Linked DNA regions of Zea mays: region 2 is linked to region 1. A link is a contact called in public Hi-C data. All regions are on one chromosome and are shown on one strand. The core of a region is the stretch at or near the end of the contact, and the rest is flanking DNA. Distances in the headings are between cores, read along the strand shown. Region 1 has its middle 84 kb from the start of LOC103632796. Region 2 has its middle 11 kb from the start of LOC103632797.

The links. A called contact is a pair of places that touch in the nucleus more often than the background predicts.
Region 2: a contact with region 1 is called in a Hi-C map of ear, with 2.6 times the contacts expected there. The contact joins two enhancer-like sites. A contact is called at or near these places in 2 of 25 Hi-C or Micro-C datasets (ear and tassel).

The regions. Positions count from the first base shown.
Region 1 is chr7:124,749,848-124,753,487 of Zm-B73-REFERENCE-NAM-5.0, reverse strand. No RefSeq gene overlaps it. Among protein-coding and RNA genes, the nearest start is that of LOC103632796, 84 kb to the left of the region's middle. Within about 2 kb of position 1,912, at least 15 of the 20 cell types and tissues checked have an H3K27ac peak or open chromatin away from gene starts, as enhancers often do. A contact at or near this core is called in ear and tassel, where this site is marked.
Region 2 is chr7:124,999,350-125,002,989 of Zm-B73-REFERENCE-NAM-5.0, reverse strand. No RefSeq gene overlaps it. Among protein-coding and RNA genes, the nearest start is that of LOC103632797, 11 kb to the left of the region's middle. Within about 2 kb of position 2,034, at least 17 of the 20 cell types and tissues checked have an H3K27ac peak or open chromatin away from gene starts, as enhancers often do. A contact at or near this core is called in ear and tassel, where this site is marked.

The sequences.
Region 1 (3,640 bases), core at 663-3,162:
GGAGAGGGGTGGCCAACCAAGGGAAAAAGGGGGGAGGGTGGTGGCCAAGAGAGGGGGGTGGAGGGAAAAGGGGTGGCCACCTAGGCTTTTGTGGGAGAAAAGAACCGACGCCCCAGATGACTTCTGCCTTTGCATCCAACGGCCCACAACCCTTTCCCACATCTAGGCACCGTAGATCAACTTTTGGTCCAAAAATGTTTTTGGGATATTACACCCTTAGAGGTATGAAGGCAGAGGACATATGTATTGCATTCATATGCATTCATTGAAGTGATATTTGCAGATGATGGGGTTTTATACCCTCAGAGGTATGAAGACAGAGTACCTACACTTTGCATTCCTATGCATACATTGAAGTGATATTTGCAGGTATTATTGACGCAGGGAAGTGTTATACAAACTATTGTGGTTGTTCGAGTAAATGAGATGGTATTGGTTATATTGGGACTACTGAGTTCTATATCTACAAGTATTTCTGATCTTAATTGTGATTATTTTAAAACGTTGATTAATTCAATTTGTGGTTTAAATATCTTGTCAAAACAATTCGCTTGCTGAGATGTTTCATCTCACTCTTGCATTACTCAATGTAGGTGCTTGTTGCTCATCAAGGGAAGTGGGAAGTAGCAGCACATCCACCTTCACTCTCATAATAACGCTGATTAGGCGCAGTCATGATTTAATTAGAAACTTGTTGTCAAAGAATGTTGTTTCTAACTAGTTGTGCGCACTGGTTGATTTAGTTCATGTCGTTATAGTTGTCTTTACATTGCTAGCAGATTATTAATGTCTATTATGTTTTCTTATCATGATATCTATTTATATTTTGTTGCTTTCCCGTTTATGCAATTTTCAAAGGGGATGCTGTCGAAATTTTATATATGAATGTTAGATGTGTAGTTTAGTAGCATTCTGGGGTGTTTGTGGATCCCGGGGTGTTACAATTTCTATGCCTAAAAATGGTGCAACGGAGAACAAAGGGGATATGCTACCAAAACTACCCTCGAGCCCATGCGTTGTCACAAATACTCTCGAAAATTACAAATTTAGCTTATCTAAGCACCTCTAAGTGAACTAAAACAATATAAATAAATTGTGTAATCACTTTTTGGCCATCAGAAATAACACACTACACAATTTTTAACATATAAATTAATTATTTGTACGTAAACTAACTACAATCAATCAACACATTTACACAATTCTGCAAATAGTGTACTTCCTTAGCGAATGGTGGTGGTGGCTTTCTATAGGGGCAACAACGGCTAGGGGCAATAACGGCTACGAGGACGAGGCCGACCATGCGTGGCTTTTGACGATGGCACGCATGATATGCGGGCGCAATAGGCTTTGGGTGGTGCGGGGGCGGTATTGAGGAGCACAGTGTGCGAGGTGGAGGCGTCGGCGATGAGCGTCCGAGTGGAAGGGAGAGAGTACGAGCGAGAGAGAGGAAGAGTGGAGAACTAAAACAGCGGTCGGATCATTATTTCTTTAAAATGTTTTCTCCGATAGTTTATCTGAAACTCATCAAATGTAAGCCTTGTATCTGATGGCTTATCTGATAGGTGTCAGGCATAAGTCTTATGTTCGACTGTTATTACCTTCGATGGAGGCCCTTTACACGATGGAAAATAAATAGTTTATCGGACGTTCCTATGTTTCCTGTTATGTACAGCACATTTCACTTGTCTCGTATATGTACGGACTACAGGAATAGTTAAGAGCAGGGGAGAAATAATCATACAGAGTCAAAGTTGACAGTGATGAAACATGCAGAAACGTGCGCATATATACATGTGTATGTGCAGAAGCTAAGTGATGCCCAGCGCCGTGTTCCAGGACTGTTTCCGTGGCGGGAATATTATTATGCGTGGGGCCGGTGGGGCAGAGCTCTGAGCCAACGGGAGCCACAGAAAACACGAATAGCTGAGCGTTCGACAACACATTGGGATAGCGACGTCTCCTAGGGACGAGGGTCCACTGTTCTGTCAGGTGTCAGCAAAGCAACAAGCCAGTGGACCAAACGGCAGCTAGCCTTCTGTAATAAACAGTGCAATCAAATTCAACATGGAACTAGCAGGTGAGAGGAGATTAGGAGAACAGAGACTCGGAATTCGGAAACGCTAGAACACCCGAATATTGCGTTGTACTTTTATTTGTCGCTGTTAGGGCATGTTTGGTTCGCTACCTCAATTGCCACACTTTGCCTAACTTTTCTGACTAAGGTTAGTTATTCAATTCGAACGACTAACCTTAGGCAAAGTGGGGCACAGTTAGTCATAAACCAAACAAGCCCTTAATCTCAGACTAGGTTAGAAAAATAGGCTCTGTGAACAAAGGCATGTGATAACAAATTAACAATGATCAGTAAATACAAAAAATATGGACTGACTGATCGATGCAAGTATTGAGTGTGTGTAGGCCTAAACCTAATAACTGCAATTAGGAGAATGACAGAAACGGAATTTACCAAAATGTAAACTGCTGGGGTGAGTTCCCTTATAGTTTTTTTTGTGTAATGTTTTAGTACAGGCATTCAGTGAATATTTTCTCTAGCACTCCAGTTTTAATTGATTGGCTTTTGACTTATCTATCAATACCACTTTGATCTGTATGCATGAATGAAAAAAGTCCAATTTTATGTTGTACACTAGATCCTCAAAATTTTATTTTGAAAATCACTCTTCATTCCAAAAAATACACTCTCTGTAACAAACTGTATTTTTAGATTAAAACACAACATAACGTGTACTGTGTATTTTTAGAAATATAAAATATATCAGGTTCCAAAATGTCATCTCCCGAACATACTCGGTTCGAATTTTTCAATGTAAATGACGGGTTTATTATCTGAACGGTGGCGGCAAAAGTACATACTTTTGTGTACAATATAAATGGTGAAAGCGTCGTCAACAGTTTCGGTTCAAAACATTCTAGTACATCTATTTTGCACCAGGCGCAATACACGAAATGCAAAATATAACACAGCCTGCAACTAGGTTTTGTTTTCTTCTAATAATGCAGTGGCCTTTAAAATACAGAAAATTATAAATCATGAGCAGATAATAATGGTCACAATACCACGCAGTATAGCATGTTTGTTTACTTCAGAACGGTTTCATTGGAACTGTTTCATAGCTGGAATGATAAGTTTATTTATATTAATATAATATTGATTAGCTGGATTAATTTTTTGCCTCAATCCAGTCTAACTAAGACCAGGGACGGATCCAGCGGTGGGGCGGGCGGGGCTCGAGCCCCCTACCGCTTCTGATCCCATGGAGCCCCACTACAGTCTCCCCTAATCTAAAATATATACAATATAATGTAGAATGAGATTTTATACTGCAGCAATTTAGTTCAGTCTCTCCTAAACTTTTTTTTGGCTCCGTCCCTGACTAAGACAAATTTAATCCGTGAGGTCCCCTCGGTCTCGAGCGAAACTTGTGAATGATCTTTCAGCGCGGTACCACATTGATGTTGACAAGACTTTGAGCTTATCGCTCTAAAATACTATCGCAGCTCTGGTTTAGCTCCAAATTCATTGAAAAGGGTATAAATGTATTTTATTTCAAATAGATGTATTATAAAAATATCTTATAATTAATCTAAGATTCTAAGCATACTTATTTAGTGTCAT
Region 2 (3,640 bases), core at 785-3,284, 250 kb before region 1:
AGAGCGCGACATAGCAATCACATGACGCAGCCAAGTTCGAACGACACAAATATTGCGTCGTGTTGCCAGGGCGCAGCCAGTGCTCAGCCAATGCCATAACTCGGTCGATTAATAACGTAGTCTGATCGACGTGTCTGAGTACCCACTATATAATTTAATCGCTCGATGTGAGTCCGAATGCTCAACACATAGCAAATATTTAGAGCGATTTGAGTATACACGATATAACCTTCACATGTATTTTAATAATTTCTGCTAATTATCTACTACGGGATATAAAAGCAGAAAAAAACCAAAATTAATACATGAACATAACACATCATGAGATGTAAAAAAGTATTTTTCTATATTTAAGCATGCATTTTCTACTAATTATTTGCTACAGGAAATAATTAGTTAAGGTAGAGACAATTACATAAAGCATGCATACAATTTAAACTTGTATAAATTTAGCAAAAATAAAATTATCCATATAAAATATAAGGAAAATTGCGTAAAATAAATAGGGATTTTGTTCACGTGTTGGACACATAAACCTTAAACAAGCCTATTTGACTAGATCATAAACAAGACATAACGCCCATGCGTGCATGCGCACATGCAAGATTGTGGGGCCCATTTTTTTTAACTGCTCTCTCCTTTCTTCACACAAGAACGCACCACGATTGCAAATTCCTAACCACATGCGCATGCAACGTGAAGGAACGGTGTGAGAGACGCATGCGGCGAGGTGTGGTGGAGCCCACGCACAACGCAACAGTTTTTTTCTCTCTCTGTTGGTGCGCCTGAGAAACCGGAGGTTGTTGAGCATGCGATGAAGCAGTAGACTACAGGCCAGGCCACCGACGTGCGGCGCTGCCTAACGCTGCGTGGCTTCTGGCGCCGGCGCGACACTTCCAGTACGACGCGTGCCCAGGCACTATAGGTACGGCTTCGGCCAGCCACAACTCTCGGCGTATGTGCGGCCCACGTGAGCCACCGACGCGGGCGCTTCCGGCGCCAGCGAGGCCCAGAGAGGACGTAGCACCATGGCGGTGATGGCTAGTTCATGGTGTACAGATAATAGCGCGTGTACACAAGCAGATCAAGAACAATAGATCTAATTGAAGCATACAACTCGATTGCGTAGAAGAGGATTCGAAGGCTGTCGCGTAGGACAGTTCGGCTAGGCCGGAGGACCTGCCGGCTTGACGGAGAGTTGATGCAGATCTGATCTCGCAGCAACGTCGAGGTAGAGCGTGCTGATAACGTGTTGAGAACTACGTTACCACGGATCACCAGATCCGCTCCCTTCCCTCCCGTCAACAGTAGAGGCGCAAGAAGTTGTAGAAGACCCGTCTCCCTTCCCATAAACACGACAGAGGAAACACACGAGACACATGATATAGGGTTGGGCCTCTGGCCTCTTTCTGATCTCTCTATTATGACGTGGTGTACATGTTCCTTATATAGAGATGTGAGACCCCTCAGGGGCAAAGCAGGTATTTGCCCACATAACCCTAACTAGGGTTACTTAACAGTTGCGAGGGTGCAGAGACTTTCTTCTCTAGTGTGCGTTAGCGTTAGTACTTACTCCCTCCGGTTTCCTGTTAGTTGTCGTTTAGGACAACGACACGGTCTCCAAAATATAACTTTGACCAATGTTTTTTGTTAAAATACAAATGAACTCTTAATACATTTATATTTTTATAAAAGTACTTTTTATGACAAATTGGCGCATATAAATATTAGGTTCCAAAACTAAATAACAAAATAGTTATTTGTAGTCAAAATTTTATAAGTTTGACTCGAACCTTATCCAAAACGACAACTAATAGGAAACCGGAGGGAGTAGAGCATAGTAGTAGTAGAGCGCCAGCCAAACAGCAACAGGTTTGGCGTGCCCGTGCGACGGTCCGAGACCGGATGCGGATTCTGATGGCGCGAGCGAGCGCGATCGGTCGGGCCCTCGGCTTTTCCTTTTCCTGCCTCGAGAGGCCGTGTTTCCATGTGCCTTGGGATCGCGCTCGCACGCACATGCCCGCTTTGCTATCCTGTCGTCGATGATCTCCCCCGCGGCTCGTAGCGCTCCTCCATCACCAGTAGCGGTGCCAGCGGCCAGCCCCCCTGCCCATGCAACGAACCGACTCCGCTCAGGTGGCCGAAAGATATTTTAGCCTCTTCAATTCTCTCCGACATTTTTTTTTTGCGATGCCAGCACTCAAAAGTATGACGTGTCACGTGCGGCATCTGCCACGCCATCGTACATTCGTACTAGCAGCGTGTCGCATGGTTCACAGTCCGCGTGATTGGTAGACTGTATGAGTACATAAGTTACACCCGCACATATGTAAAGCTGTGTTTCTGTGGTTCGCTTCTTTACACATCCAAGCTCCACGTATGAAAACAAAAATCGGGCACACCTAGAACCGCGCGGGACGCTCCTACCGAGCGTACGCAAGACTGATGGTTTGCAGCGACATAGCACACGAGAAACACTTTTTAGGTAGTTTTTTTTAAGTTATATCTTCCAATTTAAAGATTCGATCACCCAACCTATCGATTTTATATTTATGTTTCTTAAGAATTTTAGGAACACTCACGCTACATAATATTTAAAGGTTTTTTATATACTCTTCTCTAATAAGACACGTTTCAGTACAACCAACCAAACAAAGACTGTATCTAATAAAAAACTAAATAAAAATGTCTGCATAAATTCAATCTAGTTCCACTAATACTAGCTAGACTCATACCGTCTGGCTCTGCTTATACGATGGCCCAAACACACGGAATGTGTGTGGCCCAAATCAATTGACACCGGCCTGCCACGCCCCGGCCCTGCGGAGGTTTGGGCCATGATGGCGTCCTGGCCAGAAGACGGCCTGTACCAGTACCAAGCTGCCGTCACTCTGTACCTTAAACGTCAACGCCATGGACCTATCAGTTCTCAGCTACGCATGTCTTCCTGTTCGGCCCATTGTTCCACCAGCAGGAGGTTGCCCATGAGTGCCGGCCCATTATGCTATGCCATCGTACGCAGGAGCTACGGAGGGACTGGTTTGGCTTTTCCTTTTCTTTTGCCATTTTCTTTCCTTTTTCTCTCCATTTTGTTTTCTGCATCTCTCTTTGTTTTGTGAATATTTGTTAAGCAGCTCTCCATCACACATAAAAAAGGATTTTCGTTTTTAGTTTGTGATTATATAGCACAAGTGAATCTGAACCAGAAGCCACGATACACAAGCCCAAATCAAAATTGACATCGGCCAGGACGGGAAGGCCCCTACCCCCATGCGGACGGCTTGGGGGTATGTTGGCGTCGCGTCCTGGCCGGGAGTTGGCCTATACCAAGCTGCCGTCACTAATGCAAATGCTATTAGGGGTGAAAACGAATCGAATACGCATGGATACGAATACGAATATCACAGTTTACCATATTTTTGTCCGAATTCGGATACGAATTCGAATATCTTCAGATACGAATACAAAACAGATAGTCGAATCTTAATTCAACTCAAACATCATACCCTAAAATTTAACATATGTATGTGGATTTTTATTTAAGTACAAGTTTATAGATAGTCAAAACAAACTTAAATTAAAATAGATTTCTCGTGATCTTCCATATCCAAGTCAATAAAACTATATAAATAATATTTTT